Regions from separate parts of the Mus musculus genome. Here region 1 is linked to region 2. A link is a contact called in public HiChIP or PLAC-seq data. All regions are on one chromosome and are shown on one strand. Each heading gives the region's core, a stretch centred on a gene start, on an enhancer-like site or on the middle of the called end of the contact. The rest is flanking DNA. Distances are from core to core; before and after follow the strand shown. Region 1 overlaps Ccdc138 (coiled-coil domain containing 138). Region 2 has its middle 15 kb from the start of Gm23058.

What was found. HiChIP or PLAC-seq counts read pairs in DNA pulled down with a chosen protein or histone mark.
Region 1: an H3K27ac HiChIP or PLAC-seq map of embryonic stem cells shows a contact between it and region 2, with 7 read pairs. The contact joins two enhancer-like sites.

What each region holds. Positions count from the first base shown.
Region 1 is chr10:58,530,404-58,533,812 of GRCm38.p6, reverse strand. All of the region lies in intron 10 of Ccdc138 (coiled-coil domain containing 138), which reads right to left. Among named protein-coding and RNA genes, the nearest start is that of Ccdc138, 34 kb to the right of the region's middle. Within about 2 kb of position 2,137, at least 14 of the 459 cell types and tissues checked have an H3K27ac peak or open chromatin away from gene starts, as enhancers often do. A contact at or near this core is called in embryonic stem cells, where this site is marked.
Region 2 is chr10:58,363,455-58,366,673 of GRCm38.p6, reverse strand. It overlaps a transcript of Lims1 not described here. Among named protein-coding and RNA genes, the nearest start is that of Gm23058, 15 kb to the right of the region's middle. Within about 2 kb of position 1,378, at least 42 of the 459 cell types and tissues checked have an H3K27ac peak or open chromatin away from gene starts, as enhancers often do. A contact at or near this core is called in embryonic stem cells, where this site is marked.

The sequences.
Region 1 (3,409 bases), core at 888-3,387, 170 kb before region 2:
CTCATAAGAAAAAAATGCTGCCGGGCGTGGTGGCGCACGCCTTTAATCCCAGCACTCGGGAGGCAGAGGCAGGCGGATTTCTGAGTTTGAGACCAGCCTGGTCTACAAAGTGAGTTCCAGGACAGCCAGGGCTATACAGAGAAACCCTGTCTCGAAAAACAAAAAAAAAAAAAAGAAAAAAGAAAAAAATGCTGTCCTTTTAAGAAGGCTGTTTTTGGACATTTAATAAATTGTTCTAGATTGCCTGGACATCTTAAAGCAATGCCATGCTGGGTTTATATCTCAGGCAGTCTATAGGTCCTACATATAAGATAGATTGGATATATAATCTTGTTCTTTATATATTCAAAAGTTATGGTTTGAGATAGTTTTTTAGTATTATTGGAAATTATACATGTCAAATTCTTTGTTCTTAAGTGTCCTCAGTTACTACTTGTTTCCACATAATAGTGTTAATTCTTGAGGACTTATACTTAATAAATTGCTGCAAATAAATGCTCCTATTTCTGATTTAATAAATAAATAAATTATACACATGTGACTATCATTAACTTTTCAAGCTTTCTAGTTACAATCGCTCTTTAAGAGAAACAATTGAAAGTGCAATTAGTCACTGCCCATGTTACATAAATACTGACTATAAGTCAAATATTTGAGATGTTTTGTCAACAAATTATTAATTCTCAAGGACAAGGTATTGTGGAACTTTAAACTCTAGATTCTTTAAAGACAAAGAAGGGGGAAATTATATCCCCATGCATATTATTTAGTGCATTCCCATGCACATTTAAATCATACTTTTATTTTAGAATTTTGAAATTTGGATGTCAAAGAATTTAATAAATGCCTTATAGTATCTTAAAAGGATCTACTTATTGGCATATGGCTTGATCCTGAACAGCTACCTTATTAGGAAAGGGAAAAGTATAGGTTCTCTCCACAGAACGCTGCAGAAGCATGATGGTTAATTCATGTGACGGGCTGACAGGTAAGTGCCCTGACTTTAGTGACTAGAAAGCTGATTTGGGTACATGTTTTCGACCCATCCTTGCTTGCCATTTTTCCAGTTTGGACAAGTGAAGCTGCCTTGCTTAAAAGAACATCAGAGACTGTAATCTGACTTAGAAAGATTGCTCATATAAAAAGAGTTATGGTGATCCTTCTCTTTCCCTCATTGTGACCAGTTATTCTAACTCAATCTTGGACTGGCCTAGTAATAATTCCAGTATTAGAGAATCCCAGGGAAGTTAGCTAAATATTCTTAATTACTTAACAAAGTTAAATTGGAGCACAGCCTCCTCTCCCAGAAAGATTGCAGCCTTTCAGTGATTCTCAAGGTCACCTCCTCCCACACCAGGAGCTCTAAGTCTAAGCTTGGTTGTTGCTAATTTGCAATTGAATAGAGTACCTGGACTTCCCCAAAAGATGCTTTTGTACTGTTGCCTTTCACTGACTTTGTTTTTCAAGCAGGTCAGTTAAATGCCCTTCAGCCTGACTGCAACAGGTGTGCATTCCCCACCTCCAAGCAGGTAGCAGTTACTAATCTTCACTCAAGTAGCATTCCAGTACAAATTGTGGCTTTTAGTCTGTTTTAGAATTAATGTTTGCTATGAGGGCCGGACAGTCTAGACGAACATCCAAATCTCAAAATCATATCAATCTAGACAGAAGTACATGCCAAGAGGCCATGGTTTATTAATAATTCACCACAGAGCCATGTAAGAACTGGAGGCAAAGGTTAATATCTTAGAAGTAGTAGTCCTAACAATAGGGCAGGGACATAGCATATATTAAGGCTAAAAAGGCAGAAATTTCAGATATTAGCAATAGTCACTTGGACACTTGGAACATTGATGAATTGGCCAGAGATTTAATAGTAACCTAAGTGCATTGAATCCCCTGGATTGGGCTCAATATATTATCCTACTTACTATTATTATTGGCATTATTTTATTAGTAAATCATTGTGTTCCACTCACCTTTAGAGCACTTCTAAGATCTATAGCTACGACAAGACAGGACATTCCAGAACTTCGGCAGAAATATAAGAATGGGGGAATGCTATGCACACTCCCATTGCACAAGCAGTGAAGTTTGCTTGGCAGGCCAAGAGGCCTAGAAGCACTCATGAGGCAGAGTTTCACGAAAACTCACCTCCTGGAGCTTTGGTGTTCTCATTAACCCGTACATTCTAACCCTATCCCCGCGTTAGTCTGGTGTTTGGATCCACGTGCGCTCTTTTAGTATTATCTTATTATAAATTCCTTTTAAGATTGGATTCTGATAGAGTTAAGCCTTTGCCATTGTTCCAATGTCCTAGAAAAACAACTTGGAATTCAGTAGGAATTCAGTAAGGAAGTTACCTATTCAGTATCTAATTAAGTATTACAAAAGATAGAGCCTGCAGCTCAGGGCTGGTCTGCTAGGTGTTTTCTAGGACAGTCTTAACCAAACAAGGGTTACCATGAGAAAAGTTAGGGAACCCCACTGAGACAGGTTTCTTCACTAGGCCCAAAGAAATCAGATAGAACTATAGAGCATAAATAAATTTTATGCCTCAGTCCAGCCTTTCTTTTTTATATTAATAACAGTGAGGAGATGTAACCTCCCCCCACAAGCCTGAAGCAGGCTGAGCCAGCCCTTGACTTTGCTTACCACTAAGGAGATCACCTAGGGTGGAGCCTGCCTCCCTGGATCACTCTACTGTTCTGCCACTGCCGCTGCTGCTACCTGCTGGGAGTTGGCCTAGCTGTTCCAGAGTCTACATCTGATCCTATACGTAGTCACCTGCAGCTGGGCGGGAGTCTACATCTGATCCTACACATGGTCACCTCCAACTTGGCAGGAATGGGCCTCCCCTCTCCTTTATAAAGCATGTCTGCCATTAAAAATTTGAACCTTGATCAGAATACTGTCTTGGTTCCATTTCTCTCTCTCTTCCACCTAGATTCCTTTTCTTTCAGCTCCAGGCTGCCTCCCAGGCTCGAACCTGGACATGAGAGCTGCAGGCTGGCCCCAACAGCCAACCATCGGACTGAGCACGGGGACATCAATGGAGGAGTTAGAGGAAGGACTGAAGGAGCTAAAGGGGTTTTCAACCCCTTAGGAAGAACAACAATATCAACCAACCAGATGCCCCAAAGTTTCCATGGACTAAACCACCAACCAAAGAGTACACATGGAGGGACCATGGCTCAAGCTGCTTATGTAGCAGAAGATGGTCTTATCTGGCATCAATGGAAAGGGAGCCCCTTGGTCCTGTGGAGGATGGATGCCCCAGTGTAGGGGAATGCTAGGGCAGTGAGGTGGAAGTGGGTGGGTGGGTGGGTGGAGGAGCACCCTCATAGAAGCAGGGGAAGGGGATGGGATAGGGGGTTTTTAGAGGGGAAACTGGAAAAGGGGATAACAT
Region 2 (3,219 bases), core at 129-2,628:
TGCAACTCCAGCTCCAGGGGAGCCAACACCTCTGGCCTCATGGGTACCTGCACTCATGTGCACATACACTCTCTTAAACATAACTAAAAAAGAATAAAAATATCTTAAAAACATACTTTAATAAAGCAAAATTAGTGTTTTACATTATTTTCAACACTCATTCATCTTATATTTATTTGTCAAGCATAAGGTCTTCCTAAATAAGGTCTCTCAGGAGTGCTCTGTCATGAGATCCAGTGCTGCGGATCCAACAATTCAGTACCATTGCCAGTGGGTTCAAGGGCAAAGTAACTAGGGCCAGAACATACAAAACGCTAGTGTGGGGAACAGAAACGGGTGGGTTTCTGTGAGTTTGAGGCCAGTCTGGTATACACTGGGAATTCCAAGTCAGCCAGTGCTATACAGTGAGACCCTGTCTTAAAGAAAAAGAGGGGAGGGGCAAGAGAGAGGAAGGAAGGATGGAAAGAAAGAAGGAAGGAAGGAAAGACAGACAGACAAGAAGGCAATATCAACTATTAGAAACACTGTCCAGAACAGGGGGGAAAAAAATCACCAAAAAATGTGATCCACCTGTGGATAATGTTGCCAATGCCTCTGAACTCTGTAAAAGTTTCCTTTATCAAACTTTATAAGACACATCCAAGTGGACCAGCCATCAAAAACAGCCATCAAAAGCTCATGGAGTGCTGGTGAGGTAAAGGTACTTGTATGAAACTTAAGGACCTGAGTTTGATTCCCTAGGACCCAGGAAGAAGAGAACGGATTCCTGTAAGTTGTGCTTTGTGGTGGTCTGAGTAAGAATTCCCTCACACACACACCCTAGGCTCATATATTTGAATGCTTGGTCCCCAGTTGGTGGAACTGCTGGGAAGAGCCAGTAGGAAGGGCTTTGAGGTTTCAGAAGATTGGTGCCACTTCCAGTGTTCCTCCCTGTCTCCTGCTTATAGATCAAAATGTGAGCTCTCAGCTGTTTCTGCTGCCATGCTCTGGCTCTGCCATCACAGACACTAAGTCCTCTGAAATCATAAGCCCAATCCAACACTGTGTTTTGTAAGTTGCCTTGATCGTGGTGTTTTGTCACAGCAACAGAAAAGTTAGTACAACATCCCTTACATGTACCATGGCATGCACACACACAGACATACACAATCAAAACTAAAAGTTCACAGGAATTTGACTGAGTCAGAAACACATCTTCTAAACAACATGGGATCATCTATATTACTAAACAATAAGCAGCAGGATAGGGAGGACAGCAGCTAGAGCCAGGATAGGAGTGATAAAAACTGCAAAAAGGGTGTGGGCTGCACCAGGAAGCAAGGTGGAGAAGCCAAGGTAACAGACTAGGAGGGGCAGAGAGGGAGGTAGCAGGCTCTGGCATTGTTAACATTTTTCTTCACATTCTTTCATGCACATAGCAACAAAACAGACCTGGTGAAGTACAGCCTGAGCTGTACTTTCATGTAGCCATAATCTTGCCCATTGAAAGCTAGCATTTAAGGCCTACTCCGAATCTAATAAAAGTTTTTATAAGTCCACAAAATTTACCAGGCGATCTAAGTTGGTTGAGTGCTTGTCTAGTATGGACAGAATTGTGGGTTCTAACCCTGGTACCACGTAAAAACTGGGAATGGTGGTGCCCAGTGCTGGACAGGTGGCAGCAGAGGGATTAGAAGTTCAAAATCATCCTTGGTGCATGGCTGAGTGCCAGGTCAGCCCGGCTAGGTCAGACCCTGTCTCACAAGGTGTGGTTGAGGCACAGAGATGACTCAGAGGGCTAAGCATTCATTACCTTGCAAGTATAAGGAACCGGGTTTGATCCCTAGAGTGCTCTTTCCTTTGATATATTCACTTGTTTTTGAGATAGGGTCCTAGCAATCAAATATATTATTAAACTAATATAGTCTGTTTAGATACCAGTTTAAACAAGCCAACAATAGAAGCATATTCTTAAAACAAGTGGGGGATGTGATTACAAAGCAGGCATTAAATAATGCTGAGGCATCTCTGCTCTTTTTGTCAGGCAGGACAGCAGTATGTGGTTTTATAATAAAGCATCCATCTCAGAGTCCAACTCTGATACATACCAAGACAGTACCTGATATCTGCTTCTGCTTCTAAATATTTAATTAAAAGAAGAAAAAGAATGTGAAACAAGTTCAGCCACAGAGCAACGACATGCAGGCAGTGAGAGTGCAGAAGAGCCATTTCTTGTTTGTATTACAATATTTTCTTAACAGCTTTCTCTAATGAGGCCTCTGAGGATGTTAACTCTCAACACAATGGCACATATCTTGACTAAGATCAGACATAGTACATTCAAGGACATGCTAAATTCCAAAAGGAGGTCACTAAGAAAGAGGAGAGATCCTTCTAAGTGGAGGAGTAAGGAGTGCCTCAGGGAATAAAGAGCAGGTGCGGAGACTCATAAACTGGGGAGTTCAGAATTCTATTTTGACTCTAGACCACATGATTTACATGTCATGTGGAAAAAAGCTATAAAGAGTGTGAATTCAGGATGGAAAGGATTATAAACGTGGAGATGCAGAATTTGATGGTCCTTCACACAACAGTATAAGCTACAGGAGCAGAATAGAGGCATTCAGTGTGTGTGTGTGTGTGTGTGTGTGTGTTGGGATTGGAGCAGGGTTCAGGCTTTTTCAGGGCAACATGTTGCTAAGAATAAATCCACACAATCAAGAATAGCACATACACTTACATGGGTGATTCCTTTACCTGCTTCTAGCTGAATCATGTCCTGAACAAGAACACTTCGAATCCTGAACAGCTCTCCCCAATCCTCCATTCCTGTCACACCCTGATTTTCCACTCTTAGTAGATGACCCCTTCTACTGTAGAGAAAGTATCCATCTTCCGAAGGTAACCACCACAACTGCCCTCAAGGCCTATTTCCCACTACTCACTATTCTTGTACTGCAAGATGACCTCTATTCCACTGGGGCTCAGTAAACAACACAAAATCCACTCCATGCTAAGTTTATAGAACTGTGGTATTAAAGACAGCAGATCGCAACAATCATGATGTTAATGCTTTACACTTTAGTTGATTTAATCCTGAGTGGTATCCTATTTTGTATAAGCAGGAATAAGGCCTAAAACTGCCATGTGATAGTAGCAGGATCTGAATGGGCACAGAGGCCTTATTTATAACCACAGCACCATGTTGCCTCTCTCAAAATAAGGAACTTAATTTTAAAG